Linked DNA regions of Mus musculus: region 2 is linked to region 1. A link is a contact called in public promoter capture Hi-C data. All regions are on one chromosome and are shown on one strand. The core of a region is the stretch at or near the end of the contact, and the rest is flanking DNA. Distances in the headings are between cores, read along the strand shown.

Region 1 (3,556 bases), core at 398-2,897:
TGTCTATGCACACATGAATGCCTGATGCTCACAGAAGCCAAAAGAATGTTAGATTCCCTGAGACTGGAGTTACAGATGGTTCTGAACTGACATGTCCATGTTGGGAATTGTATCTGGGATGAATAGCCAGTGCTCTTAAACACTGGGCCACCTCTCCAAGCCCTCCCTGAAGGATCTTAAGAGGCATAGGTGTAAAGTACCTTCCAGGAATTAGGAAGTGTTTAAAACTCAGGGAGAAGGGAGTGGAGAGATGGCTCAGTGGTTAAGAGCACTAACTGCTCTTCCAGAGGTCCTGAGTTCGATTCCTAGCAACCACATGGGACCCGATTCTCTACTCTGCTGTGTCTGAAGACAGCTGCAGTATATTCACATACATAAAAAAATAAAAATATCTTTAAAAAAAAAGAAAAAGAAAAAACTCAGAGTGCAACACCATTTCTCTTTCTCGGTCCATACACTCTTGTTACTGTGTTGGGCAATCTTTGCTTCTTTTCTCCACTGTTCCACAGCTGTTCCTCACTTCCTGTACTCATGGTAACAATGCAACAGTGGCAGCTCCTCTCTCAGACTCAGAGCTCTTTAAGGATGGAAACCAGACTTCTGTTTCTCTTTCCCTTCTTGGTACTTGTTTATACCAAGTTCTTAATCAGAGAACTTCAGGGCTGAAGGACCCTGAAAGATTACCTCATTGCCCATACTCTATCCCCTGTCACTTTGTGTAATAGATGTCCTGGAATGAAAAGAAGCTTTCTATTTCCCAGTGTGATTCTGTTGACTGAACATAAAATCACCACAGGGTCATTCAAGTACTTGAGCACCCACACATCACAGAATCAAGGATTAAGTATTTTCTGCACTTGGAAACAGACCTGCTTTGTCGTTCACTGGAACTGTGACTGAATAATTTAATTATCTGGACCGCTTCATGATCTACATCTATATGGACAGTAAAACGTTATGCGTCTCATCAGGCTCTTATGAAGTCCAAGGTGCCTAGTAAATACTAAATTGATGTGAGCTACAATTATTTTGGACTTTGAGTCTCAAAAGTTTTTGTTACCTGCGCTCAAAGACAATTTCATCGGAGGACAAAAAAAAAAATCAAATCCTGATAACGAGCAAAAGGCGATCAAGATCAGAAGGGAACAAATATCTAGGGCACAGGAAGTGCTCGATTCTAACAGCAAAGTGGAGACCATAGCAATCTCCAAGGACAAGCAGAGATTTGCCAGGAGGGAAGGACATTCCAAGGCAAGGACAAACATCTGACAGAAACAACGAAAGGCCCCAGCTAACGTTGGGGGAAAAAGCGCCATCCGCACATACTCACGGCGCTTGTCAGCCGCCGCGCTCTCCCTTCTTACGTGCTGCCACAGCACGGAGGGTCGCCCAGCCCCTGCACAGGGAGAGAAAAGGCACAAAGGCGCGGGTGAGACTCGGGGAGGTCTCCGTGCTGCCCGTGGTCTCAACCTGCTGCTGTTCCTTGCTCACCCCTGCCTACGGAAGCGGCCCCCAAGAGCCCACGACACCAGACCCTGGCTGCAGCCGCCGCCATGTTCCTTAGTGTGCCGACTAAGTAGCCGGAGAACACACGCAGGCCACGGAGCCCCAAGGGCACGGACCGGAAGTGGAAATGTGCAGTGACTCTTCTTCCGGGCGGACGCGGGGCGGGAAGCAGAGGTTCCGGATCTGAGCCCTGGCATGAAAGGAGGTATCGCAGGTAAGAAAGACCCGCAGGTGGGGAAACCGTGAGGTGTACGTAGCCCTATCTCGGTACAGCGGAGGCCGAAGAGAAGAAGACGCAACGAACCGCACCGGTGAGAGAAAGGGAAAGGGTGGGCGTTCTGGGTTCTAAGTTCTACACCGCGCCGGCTCTTGAGCTAAGCTTTTTTAATGGGGGGCGGGGTGGGGGGGGGAGACGATGGACGGTTTCCTTGGAGACCGTTTCCTAGGCGACTCCAGGTGGCACGGTCAGATTGCACAGGGTTATGGACTTCCTTGTGCCCCCGGCCGGGGACGGCTGGGCTCTCAAGGGCTTCTTTAAGAACTCACTGGAGCGAGAGGTAAGTAAGAAACAGCAGCTTAGAAAAGAGTAAAAGTGGAAGTCCAGGCCCAAGCCTCAGTATTGGGGGGTCTGCACTCTTATGTCCAGGCAAAGAGGGAATGTAACAACAATACCTGGATGTCTTAGTTTGGCCTAATTATGCTTCTCCAGAGTCTCATTAGTTGTATATCCAAATTATTTGGTTTTAAGATCATAGGCTTCCTCCTTCGTCTTTTTCATGAGCTAACCTAAGTCCCAAGTCTTTTGTTACATCACGATCAGGAATATCCAATTTTACCTCAAGGAAAAACAACAGAGTTGGAACTTTTAATTGAATTCATTGGAGGAGAGGCCCCACTGCAGGAAAACTGGAGGAATGGCATAGGCCACATTGGCAAGACCAGGAATAAGGCCATTCTGGACCCACTTTGCTCCAGTGTCTCCCTTCTCCCTGTCTTGACTTGGACAGTTGGATTCATGGACTGTGTCTGTGAATTACCCAAATACTTAGGGTGATATTGCTTTGCAGATAGTTGGCAAAGAGAGAAGTTGGCTACCATGGAGTCACCAGAGGAGCCTGGAGCATCCATGGATGAAAACTACTTTGTGAACTATACTTTCAAAGACCGGTCTCACTCAGGCCGAGTGGCTCAGGGCATCATGAAACTGTGTTTAGAGGAGGAGCTCTTTGCTGATGTCACCATTTCAGTGGAAGGCCGAGAGTTTCAGCTGCACCGGCTGGTCCTGTCAGCTCAGAGCTGCTTCTTCCGATCCATGTTCACATCCAACCTGAAGGAGGCTCACAACCGGGTGATTGTGCTGCAGGATGTCAGCGAGTCTGTTTTCCAGCTCCTAGTTGACTATATATACCATGGGACTGTGAAACTTCGAGCTGATGAGCTGCAGGAAATTTACGAGGTGTCAGACATGTATCAGCTGACATCTCTCTTTGAGGAGTGTTCTCGGTTTCTGGCACGCACGGTACAGGTGGGCAACTGCCTGCAGGTGATGTGGCTTGCAGATAGACACAGTGACCCCGAGCTCTACACTGCTGCCAAGCACTGTGCCAAGACCCACCTGGCCCAGCTGCAGAGCACAGAGGAGTTCCTCCACTTGCCCCACCATCTACTCACTGATATCATCTCAGGTAAGCTCACGAAAGGGCTTACCACACCTAACTGGGCAAGAGTCATGTTCAGCAGATGGTCTGGCTCAGGAGAACCCCAACTTTATGTGACTAACTGTTGTTAGTTTATATTATAATTCCCTTTCTGGTAGATTTTAGATTGAGGTTGATGTTCGGTGTTGAGAGTCAGCATAGCTACTGTCAGACAGTACAGTACAGTAACTAAAGAATAAAAAGCTGCATCACTTTTCCACAAAAGGAAATAAGAAGTGCCTGATGTTTTCATCTGCCCTGTATCTTGATGGTATGCAGGACTTAAATGAATTGATGAAGATGAATCAGTATATCTAAAATAGCTAGGGATGGTGGCCCATGCCTTCAATCCC
Region 2 (3,177 bases), core at 22-2,521, 2.3 Mb after region 1:
CCTTGCAAAGGGCACAGCCCCTCCTGTCCAGCCCCAGCCACTGGGAGGGCCATGGAGCCTACCTGGTATGTTAGCACCTCACACATGATCAGGTTTGGTTAACATGGCCTGCAGCTGTAACTGGAATCTCAGCAACAGCCACAAGGTACTTCCTGCTATAAGGTCACACCCCTTTGTAGGTAAGGAGGCAAGACTTGGAGAGGTTAGGAAACTTGCTTGCCTAGGGCTAAGCTAAACAACAGAGCCAGGATTTGAACCCAGGTATTCTAGTTCTGTAGCCTGGAGCAGAAAAGCAAAACTTAACTCTGGAGCCAGAGGCACACCTAGTTGAGTTATAGTGAGGGGCAGCTACTCTCCATCTCTGCCCCAGTTCTTTACCTTCAACCTTGCTTCTCTCAGTCCCCACCCTCCCTCAAGCCTTTACTATATCAGTCCAGAAGACAAGATCCAGAGGTTTCTTTCAGCAGGAAGCAGGGCCCTGGGCAAAAATCAACTGCTATAAAGGGTTTCTCAGGGAGTCCAGAGCCAGGCATGGGACAGGTTGTAGGTGCTGGTCTTTTTAGTTTGAGAGACTTCTCAAGACTCACCTGGGACTCTCTCTTGGCATGAGCTGTTTGCTTCCACCAACAAATACTCTGAAGCCACAGATAAGATCCAACCTTGCCACACGCAGCACATAGCACAGCAACTGCAGTAGAAGTCTCAGCGGGTAAGAGTTCTTGTCATTTGGGATTCACACCAAACTGGGGAGATGGGTGACCTGGGTGACAGAACACTCATTCACCAATTATCTTAAGGCCTTGGCTATGTATTAATGACTCGAAGTTTTGTGAACTGGGACTAGTCCTATTGGACTGCTGGGAACGCTAAGGTTTTATTTTTGAAAGTGGTTTAGCAAACGATGAATTGTAAATTGCTTTTAACCGTGTTGTTTCACCCGTGGGGGACCCTAACAGTCATAGCAGGTGCCTTCCTTCCACCCTAGACACCGGCCTAGGCCTGAGAATGGATGTTTCATAAACCCGTAGGGGTATGTTTGCAGTCCGGGAGAAAGGGGCGCTGTCTTCAGAACTTCCGAGAAAGTCCTGGGTGGCACAGCGGCAGGTTGTCCCCGTCCGGGGATCCCCCTAGCCAAGCGAGGGTGCGCCCTCCGCAGGCGGCTCCCGGTAGGCCCTCCGTTTCAGCTCTGGGTCTCCCCCCCAACCCCTCTGTGCCCGCCCCGGCCACCTCGGGGGCGAGGCAGCCCAGCGCGTGGGAGGGGACGGCGCGCCATTGGCTTGTGCGCGGCACTAGAGGAGGGACCAGTGCGGGCCGCCAGACTCGGGCGAGCCCAGCAGCGCCAGGAGTCCAGCTTGCCCTGCCCTGCCCTGCCCTGCCTGCCTAGCGCGGCGCCGCGATGTGAGACTCCCCGGGCCGGAGCGTCCGCAGGGCACGCCAGCTCCGCGAGCGCAGCACCCCGCGCGCCAGGAACGTAAGTCTGCTGCCGGCAGCCGCTAGCCTCACACTTCACCGCCGTTGCCACCGCGCTGGCCGCTGCCTGCGCAGCGCAGCCCGGGGACGCCGGGGGGCCTTAGGGACCGCTGGGGGCATCGAGCACCCTGCGAACGACAGCCGGGCGCCAGGACAGCTTGGCACTTGCGGGGCGGCGGGCGCCCGAGACCCCCGCTGAGCTCCTACTGGCACTGTCCTCTGTCCTTTTCGTTTGTCCCCTTGCACTGACTCGGTTTCCCTTTCTCCCCCAGCTCTCTTCTCCGCCACCTCCTTCCCCAGGGGCTGTTTATTTCGCTCTCGGCCTCCTCCAGGGCTTTATCTCTTTGATTCGGAGCTAGTGAGAGCGGAGAGTAAAGCAGTTTCTTTTATCCCGGGGTCTCTGTCTTCAGCGCTTGGTTCTCGGTCCCCTCCCCCTTTCTCGCCACCGCCCCCCCTCCTCCCGCCTTTGTTTCCCGGCGGGAGGATTGCGCGGTGTAAACTTGCGAGTTTCCGGGTCCTCGCCCCCACGGGTACGCGGGCGGAGAAGGTGGAGGGGTTCCCGCTGTCCAGTGGTCTGGCCGGACCTTTTGTGTGGGTGCCGGGGACTGGAGGAGTCGCGGACTCTCGCTTCACAAAGTGGGGGAGTGTCCTCGGCGCGGAGATGAAGATAGATCAGAGGGGGAAGGGGCAAAGCCGGCGACACTCCTGAGTCCCTGCTGGAGAGGAGCGGGCAGAAAAGTGTTTGGGCCTGACCCCAGTCGGGGGTGGTGGTGTCAGGAGGGTATTGCAGGTGGACCCGGGCGACTCTCTCTCCCAAACCGCGCAGACAGCTGTAAAGTGTAGCGCCATTGCCTGGCGCAGGATGGATTGGGGTCCCGTGTAGTGCGCAGAAAATATTACGCGCACCATCCTCGGGGCACAGCGAGGCCAGCCGCTCGCTTCGGCTCCCCTTTCGTCGCCTTCTTGCATCCTGGATGGAGCGGGCTTCTCCTCCTGCCTGTGAGGTGGAGGAGCAGGGATAGGCCCAGGACCCACTCCCACTTTGACCCAAAGCTTTACAAGCACACGGCCAAGGCCTCCTCAAAGTCCCCCAGCACGGACTTCCTGTTTCGTTTCTTTTAGAAAAACTTTCTGGATGGGGCCTGGAGAGAGTGTAGAAGTCCCTGGGTTGCAGGGACACCCACCCAGCTGTGTCTCCCGTCTGGAGGCTCCTGGAGAAAGGCCGCCACCTGCCGCCGGCGGGATTGGTGGGCTCCTGGAAGAATCCGGAAGAACACCACCCGCCCCTTAGTGGCAGCCTCTGGCTCAGTCCGAGGCTAAAAAAAATACTATTTTCCTGTAGGATCTTTGGAAAGTCAGAATATACTTCGGGTTTCTGTTGTCACCTTCGTACAGACAGAGCGCTCTCCTAGAGTCCCCTCTGGCCTTCGTGTCTTAGGTGCCCTCTGCCTTAGCTTCTCTTCTTCTGGACTCTCAGGTATGTCTGCCTTCACTTGCTGTTCCTGGCTTTGATTTTTCTGGGTCCAGGACCTCTGCCGCTCCTATCACCTCAACTCACAGCCTGGACTTGTGACAGCCCCCTCTGCTGGAGACAGAGGCTGCCGGCTAGGGGCAGGGTCTTCACGAATTATTCTTGGCTTTTCTGTGTGTTCACTTACTGCTCCAAGTATCAGTGAGTGAGCCACAGAAGAGTGATGTCGCAGTGGC

What was found. Promoter capture Hi-C pulls out the DNA fragments that hold promoters and counts their contacts.
Region 2: a contact with region 1 is called in a promoter capture Hi-C map of pre-B cells, with 2.6 times the contacts expected there. The contact joins the promoter of Trp53i11 here to the promoter of Kbtbd4 in region 1. A contact is called at or near these places in 1 of 39 promoter capture datasets (pre-B cells) and 1 of 484 Hi-C or Micro-C datasets (B cells).

The regions. Positions count from the first base shown.
Region 1 is chr2:90,903,093-90,906,648 of GRCm38.p6, forward strand. It overlaps Kbtbd4 (kelch repeat and BTB (POZ) domain containing 4), which reads left to right and starts at 1,648. Exons shown (of 4, transcript NM_025991.4): 1 at 1,648-1,817; 2 at 2,574-3,191. The coding sequence starts at 2,603. Ndufs3 (NADH:ubiquinone oxidoreductase core subunit S3) reads right to left here and starts at 1,629. Exons shown (of 7, transcript NM_026688.3): 1 at 1,492-1,629; 2 at 1,331-1,396. The coding sequence starts at 1,555.
Region 2 is chr2:93,186,277-93,189,453 of GRCm38.p6, forward strand. It overlaps Trp53i11 (transformation related protein 53 inducible protein 11), which reads left to right and starts at 1,272. Exons shown (of 8, transcript NM_001025246.2): 1 at 1,272-1,471.